Regions from separate parts of the Sus scrofa genome. Here region 2 is linked to region 1. Evidence: chromatin contacts called from public HiChIP or PLAC-seq data. All regions are on one chromosome and are shown on one strand. Each heading gives the region's core, a stretch centred on a gene start, on an enhancer-like site or on the middle of the called end of the contact. The rest is flanking DNA. Distances are from core to core; before and after follow the strand shown. Region 1 holds the start of ZNF423 (zinc finger protein 423). Region 2 overlaps ZNF423 (zinc finger protein 423).

The links. HiChIP or PLAC-seq counts read pairs in DNA pulled down with a chosen protein or histone mark.
Region 2: a contact with region 1 is called in an H3K27ac HiChIP or PLAC-seq map of skeletal muscle, with 4 times the contacts expected there. The contact joins the enhancer-like site here to the promoter of ZNF423 in region 1. A contact is called at or near these places in 6 of 47 Hi-C or Micro-C datasets (brain, heart right ventricle, mesenteric adipose tissue and 3 more) and 1 of 2 datasets of contacts at active chromatin or transcription factors (skeletal muscle).

The regions. Positions count from the first base shown.
Region 1 is chr6:34,923,346-34,930,649 of Sscrofa11.1, forward strand. It overlaps ZNF423 (zinc finger protein 423), which reads left to right and starts at 5,941. Exons shown (of 8, transcript XM_021094227.1): 1 at 5,941-6,045.
Region 2 is chr6:35,025,206-35,032,521 of Sscrofa11.1, forward strand. The region is part of intron 2 of ZNF423 (zinc finger protein 423); the gene reads left to right. Among named protein-coding and RNA genes, the nearest start is that of ZNF423, 100 kb to the left of the region's middle. Within about 2 kb of position 4,661, at least 25 of the 83 cell types and tissues checked have an H3K27ac peak or open chromatin away from gene starts, as enhancers often do. A contact at or near this core is called in mesenteric adipose tissue, retroperitoneal adipose tissue, skeletal muscle and 1 more, where this site is marked.

The DNA of each region.
Region 1 (7,304 bases), core at 4,691-7,190:
CTGACCAGCCCTGCTGCTTTAGCTGAGCTGGTTCTGGGCCTTACCAGTGAGCTCTCAGCAGGGTCACAGCCATACCCCTCCCTGAAGAGGGGCCACAGTCAGAACAGAACACTTATCATGCACCTGCTGTGTCCAAAGTGCTGTGTGCCAGGCATGTGCCCACGTAGCTCAGATCACGCCCTCCACGCGGGACTGAGGCAGGTCAGTGGGGAGATCACCTTACGGCTCACGACTGCCCTGTGCTGTGGGCATTATTCTCCTCATTTTATAAATGAGGTTGCTTGGGAGGTCCCATCATGGCTCAGCGGAAATGAATCTGACTAGCATCTATGAGGACACAGGTTCGATCCCTGGCCTCGCTCAGTGGGTTAAGGATCTGGTGTTGCTGTGAGCTGTGGTGTAGGTTGCAGACTCGGCTTGGATCCCATGTTGCTGTGGCTATGGTGCAGGCCGGCAGCTGTAGCTCTGATTCGACCCCTAGCCTGGGACCCTCCATATGCCGCAAATGCAGCCCTAAATATCAAAAAAAAAAAAAAAAAAAAAGAGGGGTTGCTTTGCCCTGGGATTCAAATCAAGGCCTGTCTGGCTTGAGCGGCCGAGCCCTTTCCATGAGACCCGCCTCTGTGCTCTGTGGTGGCCCTGCCTGGGTAGAGTCTGCTCTGGCTTCTCCGGTCACTGCCATTCACCAGGTGTGACGAGAAGACTGTGGCGTGAAGGGGGTACGTTGTCTAAATGTAGGGCTCTGTCCTGAAATAGCTTTTGACCTAGCGGGGTAGGCAAAGGTTTTTACCAGCTGGTGTCTGTTATCCACCGTGCGAACTATGTGAAAATGGCCGGTCGCACAGAGGTACAGGGGGGCATCTCCTCTGTGTGTTGCACAGATTATAGGTTTTCTCTGGACGCCCTGAATTCTAATCACCTGCCTGGCCTGGGGGATGTCATGGGGAGTGGGGTAGACTCAGCCCTGAGGATCTCACTTCCCGGCTTCCTGCCTGTGGGTACTGGGTCCTCAGTTGTATACATCCAGCACAGGGACCACACATGCTCATGCTCTTCTGAAATCTCCATGGCATTTCTCTGAGGTCTGGGCACCTAAGAGTTTCTTTTCATGATGGGGGGTGGGGTGAGGTCATGGGCGGGGAAGGATATTTGTGCAGGAAACTCAATAGCACCCTTTCTTTTTTTTTTGCAAATTGTCTTAAGGAGTTTGGTCCTGCACAGTCTTAGGTTTTTTGGTTTTGTTTTGTTTTGTTTTTTTTTGTAAATAACAGGGGTCACAGAAGAGGTGGGAGGTGGGCAAGGGTTTGCTACTCCCACCTTACCTCGCTACCAAGTGACAGTGAAGGCAATCTCTGGCCAAAGTCTGCCTTACACCAAAAGTTACGAAAGCAGGACAACCCCAAGGACAAAACAGGTCCTACAGCCAGTTTTGTTAGTTCAAGGAAGCCCCAGCGAAGTGCTTTCAGGGTATCTGATGACTTCCGGTGTGCCAGGTATACTCGGACAAGCCCCATCACACCGCCGGGCAGGATTCTGTGTCGGCTGTGGCGCACCTCGCAGGCGCAGTCAGAAATCTTACCTGATGGCTGGACACAGGCCCCTAGAGGGATCGACCTTGAAGGTGGGGGTGGGAAGGGGCGTGCCCTAAGGGGACAGGTCACCCCAGCCTTGCCAGATTTATACTCCCTGTGCAGGCAAGGTGGGGCGTGTTTCTGGGCCATTTTGCTCTACCATAGCTTGAATGACTGTTTCCACCAATGAGAGCCCATTCCTACATCTATCTTTTTTTTGGATATCCCCTTTGCTAATTAGCAAAACATTAGTAGCTGATGGAGCAACCTTGTGACCAGTTCTAGTTCAAGCTTAGAAAACTGGGCACCTATCACATACATTATACCCTGGATGGCTTTTTTTTCTTTCAAAATGAATCACAAACACTGTAAAAGAAGCCTTTTCACAAAGCGATGGATGAGCCCAGGTTTGCGTGTGCCGTGTACGGGTTGGAGGGCAGCTGGAGGTGGTCTGGGTGGAGGTCTCAGGGCCAGGCCAGGAGTTTCAAGCTTTCCGAGGGTGGAAGTCCACTGGGACCCTCCTGCCAAGCGGGTTTCTTCTTTGTTGCTTTGTGGGTGTTCCCTGCAAAGACTGCTGATGCTCAAAGAATTAAATAATTATAATAATGATGATAAAATAGAAATGGCTTTCCCAGCTGAGCAGAACCTGGAGAAGACAAGGAGTTTCCCACACCCGACTTATTGTTTTTGGCATTGGATTCCCACAGCCCCAGGGACACAGATGTCTGGGCCTGCTGCTGGCCTCTTTGAGCTGTGGTCATGGGGGTGGGGAGCACTGGGGACCCTTGGAGAATTTCAGGAGCTTCTGTAGGGATTTCCCTCCCGAAAACTCCAGGCTGAGAACTTAGGGCAGAGAAAGGGACTCTCTTCTACCTTGATTTACTGTTCTGACGCCTCAGAAGCTTCACAACTAAGCTGTGTGAAAGGGAACTTCAGTGCCACCAAGACTGGGGGCGGCTGGGGAGAGCTGGATGTGAGTGGTTGCTGGTTAATGGTCCAGGTGCCAGGCTCTCTCCTGATGGATCAGCCAGAGGGCTCGATCATTGCTTCCTTGTACCCTCAGGACAGGAGGGTCCAGGAAAACCTGGGTTCCCCAACCAGATGGCCCATTACAATAAAACAAAAATGCAGGAGTTCCTGTCATGGCGTAGCTGAAACCAATCCGACTAGGAACCATGAGGTTGCAGGTTCGATCCTTGGCCTCGCTCAGTGGGTTAAGGATCTGGCATTGCTGTGGCTGTGGCAGAGGCCAGCAACTGTAGCTCTGATTAGACCCCGAGCCTGGGAACCTCCACATGCCGCAGGTGCAGCCCTAAAAAGCAACAGAACAAAACAAAACAAACCGCACACACACACACAAATGCAGAAGATAAAAAGGAAAGAATCAACACAGAACCTCTTGATAGACACAAAGCTGCTAGAAAGCAGCAGCCCAGGGAAGGAGGGACCTGTCAGGGCAAGGAGGGAATTTGCAATTGTGTGACTGACATCTCTCTCTAGAAATATTTCTTTTTCTTCTTTTTTTCTTTGCTTTTTAGGGTGGCAACTGAGGCATATGCAGGTTCCCAGGCTAGGGGTCCAATCAGAGCTACAGCTGCTGGCCTACTCCACAGCCACAGCAATGCGGGATCTGAGCCTTGTCTGCGACTTACACCACAGCTCACGGCAACGCCGGATCCTTAACCCACTAATCGAGGCTAGGGATGGAACCCACAACCTCATGGTTCCTAGTCAGATTCATTTGTGCTGCGCCATGACGGGAACTCTTTTTTTTTTTTTAATTTGTCGTCATGCCCATTGCGTGTAGAAGTTCTGGGCCAGGGACTGAACCTGTAACACAGCGGTACCCAAGCTGCTGCTGGGACAACGCCAAATCTTTTCCCCACTTCGCCACAAGGGAATTGCTAGGAATGCTTTTGACCTTGAGGCATAGTGAAGGGGAGAGACAGGAAGGGAAGGAGGTGCCAGCCTGATAATGGCCTTGCTGTGGGCCAGACTGGCAGCTCTCACTAACACGAGGTCCTCAGGAAAACTCCATGAGATCCATGCTCTCCGTGTTCCCATTTTGCAGATGAGAAAAATGGAGGCAGAGAGTCTCTTCTCAAGGTTCTCCAGCAAGATCAGGAAGGAGACTGGACTGGAAGATGGGTCACATTGGCTCCTCAGCCTGGCTTCACCTGTCCCCTTGGGGCCCTTTGCTTGGGGCTGTGACAACTTCTCCTCGGAATCACGCAGCTCCTTTCTTTCTTTCTTCTTCTTCTTCTTTTTTTTTTTTTGTCTTTTTGCCATTTCTTGGGCCGCTCCTGCGGCATATGGAGGTTCCCAGGCTAGGGGTCTAATCGGAGCTGTAGCCACTGGCCCTGGCCAGAGCCACAGCAATGCAGGATCTGAACCGCGTCTGCGACCTACACCACAGCTCACAACAACGCCGGATCCTTAACCCACTGAGCAAGGCCAGGGATCGAACCCGCAACCTCATGGTTCCTAATCGGATTCGTTAACCGTTGAGCCACCACGGGAACTCCCTCACGCAGCTCTTTTCTACCTCAGGGCCTTTACACACACTGCTCGCTCTGCCAGGAACTCTGTTCTGGGTCCTCTTCTCTGACTCCTTCGGCCTCCTCCAGGCTCTCAGCCAAACCACTGCTGTGACCCTCTGCTTTTTGGCCTCATTTACACTATATTTTTCCTTCTCAGGATTGTTCGCCACGGTAATTAAATAATTATTTATGTGGCCATTTATTAAAAGTCAGCCTCCACACTAGAGAACAAGCCCCAGCAAGGAGGCACTGTGGTCCTGCTTGTTTGTTGTCTTACCCTCAGTTTGGGCACGCAGTAGGCACTCAGTGAATACATGAATGTTGACTAAACAACTAACAAAGGAATGAACTTATTTCCTGGGGGAAAACTGAGGGTTCATCTTCCCTCCCCAAAATGATTTCTTTCTTATAGGCTGATGCAAGTTTTCCCAGTGGAGAGTGTGATTCTCAAGTTATGAAAATGTCTAAACAAAGATCACAAATTCCAGATTGTATATATTCAAGTGTCATCTATTTATTTATTTAGTCTTTTTTTTTGCCTTTTCTAGGGCCACTCCCAGGGCATATGGAGGTTCCCAGGCTAGGGGTCAAATTGGAGCTGTAGCTGCCAGCCTAGACCAGAGCCACAGCAACATGGGATCCGAGCCACGTCTGCAACCTACACCACAGCTCATGGCAATGCCGGATCCTTAATCCACTGAGCGAGGCCAGGGATTGAACCCGCAACCTCATGGTTCCTAGTCGGATTCGTTTACCGCTGCACCACGACGGGAACTCCTCAAGTGTCATTTAAAACACACAGGTGTGTGTGTGTGTGTATATGTGTGTGTAGGGCAAGAAAGGAGTCATTTGGTCACTTATTGCAAAGCACCTCTTGAACAACTTTGGAGACTTTTCAGGGATACTAGTTTATGTAATTTTTTTTTTTTTTGGTCTTTTTTAGGGCCGCACCTGAAGCATATGGAGGTTCCCAGGCTAGGGGGTAGAATCCCAGCCATAGCTGCTGGCCATGGCAACACCGATCTGACCAATGCCACAACTTGAGGCAACGCAGGATCCTTAACCCAGTGGGGCAGACCAGGGACTGAACCTGCATCCTCATGGATACTAGTCAGGTTCTTAACCCACTGAGTCACAGTGGGAACTCCAGGATACTAGTTCCGAAGTCACAACAGGAGCCCTATCTTATTTTACTTTATTTGTCTACCTTGTTTTTTGTCACCCACTGCTCCTCCGGCATTTACCAGGCTGCTCTGGATGACACCTGCTTCTTTTTGAAACTCAGAGGGACACCTAATTGGGTGTGTGTCTGGGGATTTACATCCTTACATCCTTGGGTGTGGAAAGGCAGTACCTTGAGTGAGAGGCGCCTGTCCTCCAGTGAAGTTGTGACTCAGAAGGAAGATGCCCCGTTTATGTGGACAAGGTCTTATTTGTTTTCACAAACATTACCTTGTAATTTCTCTTGCATTTCCCAATGGGGGTTCCTTACAGTTTACAAAGGGGTTCCCTAGCCAGCCTCTGGGTAGGGCCGGAGCAGCCCTTCACTAGGAAGAAGAGGCGACAAGGGGACTTTTCTCATGGCGGGAGGGGCCCAGACTCCTGGGTACCCCGCAGGAAGGGAGCAGGTGGGGTACCAAACGGTATCTGAAAATGACTTTTTTTCTGGCCTCAAGTGGCCAGGCTGGTGAGAAGCAAAGCCCTTGCAGCAGGCAGCTAGCCCTGCCCTCACCCGGTGCCTCTTGAGACCCTTTCAGTAAGGAGATCCCGGATTTTTGCTGCTCTGGAATTTTCCTTAAAACAGCATATTTCTGAAAGGAGTTAAAAACGAAACAAGCTTCTAAGCGAGCAGGCCGGGCCGAAGCAGGGACGCAGGGACGAAGTGGAACTCCTTCCGCACCCCGAAAACCATCGAGCTGGGAGGCTGCAGCCAGGTCTTTTGGGGGAGGGGTGAGCGTCGGGACGCGAAAGTGTGCAACGGCGACGCGCAGGAGTGGGTCTAAAAAACTGTGCGCTTGTTTAGGACACCTAGCCTTGTGGATTCGTTCCCTTGTGGATGGCCTGTCGCCTGCCCCTCAGCCTGTTACCCCCACCTCTGGCCTCTGGGCCTTCCGCAGTTCCTGAGGGTGGAAAAAGGGCAGCGCCGCGGGTCTCCAACCAGCCCTCCCCGCTCGGTGACCCCTCCTTTCCTCCAGCAACCCCTTCCCCGCCGCGCTCCTTTTGTCCATCCCTTCTTTCTCCAGGCTCCCGGCTGGGCACGATCCGCAGTCTCCAGCCCCCCAGAGAGCCTGGGAGGGCAAGCCGCGGGCTGTTCTCCACCCCCTCCCCCTAGGAGAGGCAGCCCGCGGCGGGGGCACCCCGGAGCCGAGGCCAATCGCCCCCCTCCCCCAGCGTGTGCCATCTGCCGCCTGTCAGCCTCTCTCCGCGGGCCGCGATCCCAGGCGCCGGCGGGGGTGGGGAGCTGCCGATTCGGCCCCTCCTTCCTGGCTCCTTCCCAGGCGTCTTGTGGCCTCTGCCCTCGCTTAGGCCCTTGGCACCCCCTCTCATCATAACCCCGGCCATCCCTGAGCTGCGGGAGGCGGCTCCTATTTCCCTCCGGGAAGGCCGAGATGTCGGACACTCTCGACGCAAGAGCTGGGGAGGGCGGTGATCCTGGGGGCGGCAGCCCTAACGAGGGGAAAAGGTGGACCTCTGAGCCTGAGTACCAGTTAGGGGACGTCTCCGTCCCGGTCTCTCTAGGGATACTCGCTCTCTGCCTCCCGGTGTCAGAGTGTATGCCTCGGCGGCGTCGCGTTTCTCTGGTCGCCCGACTCTACCTCGGAGACGGCCTTGAGCGCGCAAGCTTGGTCTTCTTCCCTGAACCTGCCTTAAGGCCGATCCCTGCACCCCATCTGCGAGGGTGGCATCTATCTCTGTTATCGGTCCAGCACTGGGTCGGAACCCGGAGGCCCAGAGAGGCGAGCAAGCCGAGTGGGACCGCGAAGCCAGCAGAGTGGGGCGCGGGCGCGACTGGCAGGCCGGCTGGGGAACCGCGGGGCGCAGGCGCCCTGCTTGGGGCGGGCGCCGCTGCCCGGCCGGCCCCGGCGCGGCTCTCGGCGGGCAGCGGGTTTTTCCGTGAAAGGTTGCCCCGGGTAACTCGTCTCCGAGGGGACGCAGCCCTCCTCTCTCCAAGTGGCAACTTATCGATCCGCGA
Region 2 (7,316 bases), core at 3,411-5,910, 100 kb after region 1:
TCCTACCTGTAAGCCATCCCCTGGCTGCCTTCCTGTTACCACCCAGCCGCATGCTGGCTCTTGGGTTGCATCGCCTCCACGGTGGAGCAAGCTTTCCTTTTAATAAGAATATTATTTATTTATTTATTTATTTGGGCTGCACCCCTGGCATATGGAAGTTCCGAGGCCAGAGATCAAACCTGTGCCTCTGCAGCAAGCCAGGCTGCTGCAGAGACAACGCCAGATCCTTCACCTGCTGTGCCGCAGCGGAAACACCCCTTTTATTATTTTTTCAACTGTTTTATTGTTACGTGAAACAGATATAGGAGTTCTGGGGTGGCTTAGTGGTTCAAGACTTGGTGTTGTCACTGCTCTGGCTCAGATTTGGTCCTTGGCCTGGGAACTTTCACATGCCCTGGGAATAGCCAAAAAAGAAAAAAAGAAAAAAAGAAGAAAAAAAAAAAAAAGAAAGAGATACAGGCCCCCCACAAAACGAATGTAGAACTCAGTGAATTTTTATAAGGTGGGATGTCATTGAAACCATCTCCCAGGATTAGAGAGAGAAGTGGCCGGTCGCCCCAGGAGCCCTATTTTTCCTCCCAGCCACGACCCCCTCCTCCTTCCAGAAATAACCACTCACCTGACTTTCATGGCAGTCGCTTCCTTGCATTTCTTTATATTTTTAAAAACAATTTTTTGGCTGCGCCTGTGACCTGTGGAAGTTCCCAGGCTGGGGATTGAACCAGAGCCCCTCCAGTGACAATGCCAAGTCCTTAACTGCTAGGCCACCAGGGAACTCCTCGCTGCATTTCTTTCTTTTTTTTTTTTTTTTTTTTTTGTCTTTTTGCCATTTCTTGGGCCGCTGCTGTGGCATATGGAGATTTCCAGGCTAGGGGTCCAATTGGAGCTGTAGTCTCTGGCCTACGCCAGAGAAACAGCAACGCGGGATTCGAGCTGCGTCTGCGACCTACACCACAGCTCACAGCAACGCCGGATCCTTAACCCACTGAGCAAGGCCAGGGATCGAACCTGCAACCTTATGGTTCCTAGTCAGATTTCTTAACCACTGTGCCACAACGGGAACTCCTCGCTGCATTTCTTTACTGTTCTGTCACCTGAGTATATGCACCCTTTGCGACTATAATTTAGACTTGGAGTGTCATGCTTTAAGGAGTATGAGGGCATAGTCATTTTTGAAAGGATGACTGTTTTAAACATCCTTTAGAACAAATCCCTGAAGTGGATCCTTCTGGTGTTCGGGCTCCTGGATAGACCATTTTCCACTGTTGGCAGGTGAACGTGGAGCAAGAAGAATATCCTAGTGCCTGCCACCTAGCAGGTGTCACCTCAGGGTCTGATGAGTGGCTGGATAAGCCCCTGAGGTTTTTTGCGGTCATCAGGGGAAGAGGTGACACGATTCTGAACCAGGGTGACGACGGCTGAAACAGACCAGCAGCGCGGAGGGGAGGAGCTGATGAACGGTGGGTTCTCAGCGAGGAGTCGTACGTCGTTCTTTCTCTGACTTGCCGTTTGGACCATATTTCCCTTTCTGAGCATTTGGGAAAGTTGGTCTCCTCCCACCTGCTGCGCGGCAGGTAAACCTGTTTGCCATTTGGGTGTCCGAGGCACGTGGCCTTCGAGGCCATTCCTCCTCAGAAGTGATGGCAAGGGGGCTTTTCCTGCCGAGGCCAGGAGGGGGGTTTGAAGGCAGGTGGTCATGTGTCTGGCTTGGTTTGAGTTCCCAGGAGTTCCAATAACTTGCGGTCCTGGGTTGAATTCTAGAAATTACGAGTGTGAGTTCTATGGGGTTGGGCCATGGTGATTTGAAAATGCTGGGCAATTAAAGAGCAGATGCTGCAGTCTTCAGCTTGCAGGGGCTTCTCATGGTCTGGAAACTTACTTTAGCTGATGGATGATAAAGCCATCTCCTCCTCCTCCTCTTTCTTCTTCATCTTCTTCTCCCTCTCCTTCTCCTTCTCCTTCTAATGGCCCCATCTGCAGTGGATGGAAGTTCTCACCAGCCTAGGGATCAAATCAGAGCTGCAGCTGCCGGCCTACGCCACAGTCATAGATACGAGGGATCCGAGTCATATCTGCAACCTTTGCTGCAGCTTGTGGCAACGCCAGATCCTTAATCCACTGAGTGAGGCCAGGGATTGAACCTGCATCCTCATGCACACTATGTCAGGTTCTTAACCCGCTGAGCCACAGTGGGGACTCCACAAAACCATCTTCTTAATGGGAATGGGGGGCTGGTTCCCCCATTCACTTCACAGATGCTTCCGAAGCCCCTTCCCTGCGTCAGGGAAGGTGGCAGTGATTGTGTGAACACGTCACAAAGGGTTCCCTTTGCTACAAGTTCATGAGCTAAGTTTGGGTAAACAGGACCAAGTGGCAGATGTTAATTCTGCAAGTCAGTGAGCTGGGTGTGGGGTCAGCTTCTCAAATCCGGGGCATCTGCAGGACTTGACTGAAAGTCCAGGAAAATGTGATTTTTGAGACTGGAAATCCTTGGCCTCATTTATTGACGCACAGTGATTGATGCAGGGTCTGTTGTGTCTTGGCTGGGAGGGTGCAGAGGTGCTGGATCTGGTGTCTTTCCTCCAGGGACCACGCGGGCCTTGCCTGATGTTGCACAGTCTGCGGGCAAAGAAACAACCGTCACGGTACCGCGTGGCAAGTCATTTGGAAGGAAGACAGCACTCAGCTCACAGACATTGTGTGCTGGTGACATGGAAGGAGGACTCCCCTCCCCACTCTAGAGCTGTGCCATCTTTCAGCAGGACGTAGGCTTGTAAAAATCCCACGTGCTTTATAAACAAACTCCAAGCCGCTGCATGGACTCGGGTTCTGCAGCCTTTCTGGTTCATGCCCTCCCCCACCCCCGTCTCACAGTGGACTTGTTGTCGGAGGTGCTCACGAGAATCCCAGCTCAGGATGTATGTTGTCCCCTCGTTGCCAGCTCACCTGTGCCCCCTTCTCTCCATCAAAGAGTCCACTGCCTGGCGACTGTCACAACCACCTCCCTCCTGCTGGTGGCCCCCGGACAGCCTGCAGGAGGGATGCTGGAGGCGGTGGCCTTGACCGGGAAGGAGCTGGGCTAGATGAGCTGTTTCCATCTTCCCATGTGAAGCTTCCCTGGGGCCCTGAAGGGAAGGGTAGGGACACTTGAGCCATCTAGCTGCAAGGGAGGAGGACCCTGAGAGGTGGTGGTGCCCGGGGCCAGCTGTGACTGCCTAGACGCTCCTGCCTTGGCATCAGTAGAACATGGAGCCTATTTCAGGCAGGGTCTGGCTTCTGGCAAGGCTGCCCTCTGAAGACTTGATAATCACCTTGCCTTGAGTTTAAGTTATCATAATCTCACATTTCTGACATTGGTGGCGCATTTGAATATCCATGAGTATGTCTAATGAAATGACTCTCTCCCCCTAAAAAAGCCATTCCTGGAGTTCCCGTTGTGGCTCAGTGGTTAACGAATCTGACTAGGAACCATGAGGTTGCGGATTCCATCCTTGGCCTTGTTCAGTGGGTTAAGGATCTAGTGTTGCCGTGAGCTGTGGTGTAGGTTGCAGACGCAGCTTGGATCCCGTGTTGCTGTTTCTCTGGCGTAGGCCGGCAACTACAGCTCCGATTCGACCCCTAGCCTGGGGACCTCCATATGCCGCAGGTGCGGCCCTAGAAAAGACAAAAAGACAACAACAACAAAAATGCATTTAGTGGCCTCTCGGATCCAAGGAGCTGTGGTTAATGGTGGTGGACACCCTTGTTAGATGCACACTGCTTCCTGGAAACCGGCTTCCAAGGACCCAGGCCTTCCAGGATGTGAATGCCTAGCCCTGGACCTGTGTGCTTCTAGCCCTAGCATCCTGGGCCTCTTTCATTTCCAGACGTAGCTGCACACACACCCAGGCGGAGGAAGCAGCCAGTCACAGGGCAGCAAGTCCGTTCTGAAGGCTGGACATCGAGGCTTCCAGTCGCCTCTGTGGGCTCTGCCCGGATCTTGCCTAAATGCTGCACCTGCTTCTGCTGCCTCTCTCAAACCTTCAAGTCCTCTGCTTCTTCCGTCTCAAACCTGAGCGCAGCCTGCTTCCAGCCAGGCCCTCTGCCGTTCTTTCTGTCTCAACCGGCCACTCCCCCAGTTCCTTTCCGATCATCCCAACCTTCTTCAGGGCAGGCCTGTCCCTGGCTCCACTTCTGATCTGCTGAGTGCCGGGGGCAGGCCCTCCTGTAACCCTCATTGGCTGGCAAATTGACGTGATTACAGCTCAGAACTGAAATCTTTCAGGCATTTTATTACTGTCAGCATCTGGGCAACACAGCTCGAGGATTAAAGAGAGTTACCAGAGAGAATGAACTCTAAGAATGGCTAATGATGATGATTATTATTTTTAACCAAGTGCAATTTACAAAGGGTACGTAGCGGGAAGGAGGCGCAGAGAGCACAGCCTCTAAACGAGGGTTAATTAGAAGCCTTCCTGATAGCTAGTGCTTCATCAGCAACAGAACAGCATGTAAATAAATCTAATTTCCCTCCAACTCAACGCGTCACAAGCTTAATTACAGCAGCCACAATGTGTGCATGTGTGTGTTTTTTTCATTAGCGAAAGAGGGTCATTATTAGCCGGGTCTGCGAAGAATTACTACGGAAGAGCCTGGTTCCACCCTCGATAGGTGTCCTCAGAGAGCAGAGAGGAACTTTCCTTGTGAAGGAAAGAGTTTCCAATTAAGGTGGCTTTCGGAGGAAGCAGGAAGCGCAAGGCAAATTAGAAAAAGATTACAGAAAGGGGAAAGCGGGCGGACGCGCTTGCCCGCTTGCGGAAGGGCTCCGGGAACTTGGGTTAATTACTGAACGGAGGAAGGGGGTCCTTCTGGGGGTCGGATCCTCTTTCCTTGCCTGGGTTGCTGCCTGGTCGGAAAGCTTGGGTCTGTAAGACCCCTCCGGGGTCCTCTCTTGCCCTCTGTCTCTAGAGAGCCGGAAATGAACTCGGACTCAGGGAGGACAGGCTGGACCACGTCCCCCCAACTCTTCGATGGCTTTTCACACCTCCCCCTCCCTCTACCTCGGAGAAAAGCAGGGGAGGGCACCCTGTCAACGGCCAGGAAGGTTGCCGTGCTGGACAACCGTTGCTGTGACTGCATTGTTCTAGAAATAAATAGCTGAAAACCCCGAGTCAGAAATTAGTTAACACAAAGGAAGTCGAGCCCTACAGGCTGCGTTCCAATTGTCTGCAGGAAGTGCCCTGCCCAGGGGGGCCTTTGAGAGAGGATTTAAGTCCATTCCGCCTGGCACTCAACGCACAATGTTGGCAGAAAAGTTTTTTCTTTCTTTCCGACCCCTGCTCCCCCCTCCAGCCCCCCCAGAATGATTCCATCTCTCATTAAGCCTTGTAAGGGGCGGCACTCTGTGGTGCTGATAAACCCCTAGGGGTCCAGACATGAAGGCAGCCGTCTGAACTCTGTGCACATGTGCGCCGGCCCCACAGACCGTGTCTGTCCTTGGCTGTCCAGCGGTGTCGGGAGCTGGCTGCCCCCAGGCTCTGGGCAGAGGCAGGTCCAGAAGCTCTTGGAATTGGAGAGAGCCTGGAAGCCCCCATCGTCTAAGCCCCTCCTGGTATCAACACTCCCCAGTATGTGTTTTTCCATGCTCTGCTTGAATGCCTCCAGGGACGGGAGGCTCATCTTCTTCCCAAACAGCCTGGACCCTGGCGGCAGCCCCCGTCTCATGTTTATTGAGCACGTAATGAACCCCCCAAATTACTTAGTTTAACGAACCTTGTTGAGAACCTTCTCAAGGCCAAGCCTTAATCAATGACCCCAGGTGGAGATTCCTGCCCTCCTGGAGCTTACGTTGGATTGGGGGTTAGGAGACAGGGAGCAATAAATGCAATAAGGTCCTGAGTGCCCAGGGGACTAAAAGAAGGTAGTGAGAGGTGGGATGTGCAGTGTCTCTGTCAGGTCGCACAGGGAGAAGCTATGAAACCCAAACTTCTGGCCTTGTCTTTTTTTTTTTAATTAAAAAAATTTTTTTTAGGGCTGTACCTGCGGCATATAGATGTTCTCAGGCTAGGGGTCGAATTGGAGCTGTATTCACCGTCCTGCACACAGCCACAGCAATACAAGATCCGAGCCGTGTCTGCGACCTACACCACAGCTCACGGCAACGCTGGATCCTTCACCCACTGTTTGAGGCCAGGGATCGAACCCGCATCTTCATGGTTACTAGTCAGATTCATTTCCGCTGAGCCACGACAGGAACTCCCCCTGCTCCCCCCCCCCTTTTTTTTAAAGGGCCAGATGCTCAGAGACCTATCCAGGGCTAGAGTTCTCTGACGATGGTTCCCCTGTCAGAGCTGGTGACCGGTCCTGGTGGGGACTCCCAGGCCCTTGAATTGTTCAAGTTGCTGGTGCTGGGCTGGGAAGTCTGGACATGCTCTGTGGACAGGACAAGCATGGCAGCTTCCTGTTCAGGGGTGCTGAGTGCCACCCAGCTTGAGCCCAGCACTGTGGGGTCAGGAGAAGGCCAGCGTTGTGGTCCCCCTATGGGTACAGTTGTTTGTTGGCATCCGTGGAAGCTGGGTGCTGCACCATGCCACCTGTTTCAAATGCCTTCCTGGGCTCCAGCCCTGACACAGTGGCCCAGATTCTTAGATTCCTGGGCTAATGGGTAGGGTGGGCGATGCTGTCCCCCAGTGATGGCCCCCTCGGTCCAGCTTTTCCTCTCTCGAAGCTCAATTTGGAGGTGAGCATCCTGAGACGGGTGAAGATAGCCTGAGTGGGAAAGACTAGGGGTCCCCAGATGAGTTTGAGGCTCTTATTATGCTGCTTCCATGCTCTGGGGTCTTGGCTAAGAGCTTTGCCCTTGAGGGGAGGCGAAAGCCCCATCACCGTCAAAGTTGGGCAACCCCTCACCCCACCATTTGGTGAGGTAGATCTCGTCATTATATTGTTAAGTGGGGGCTGTGTGTGTGTGTGTGTGTGTGTGTGTGTGTGTGTGTCTGTGTGGTCTGACACTTGGAAGACCAGCATGGCTCTGAATATAATTGCATCTTTGATAAATCAGAACACTTGTGTGGCTGCAGTAATGGTGGGATTCGAACCCAGGTCTGACCAGGCAGCCTGTGCCCCAGCCACCGCACTTTTGCCCAGAGCCACTGCATTCTGCTGACATGGCCTTCTGGTGTTTGAAAAGTTTGCCAATACCATTTGACCCAAGATGAATTAAAGTCTGGAGGCTTCCCGCCACTGTTTAATCTGTTCACGACCACCCTCGGTCTATCCAGATTCACTTGGGATTTTTCATATTTGCCTTAAATCAAGATGCACTGATTCTCGGAGTT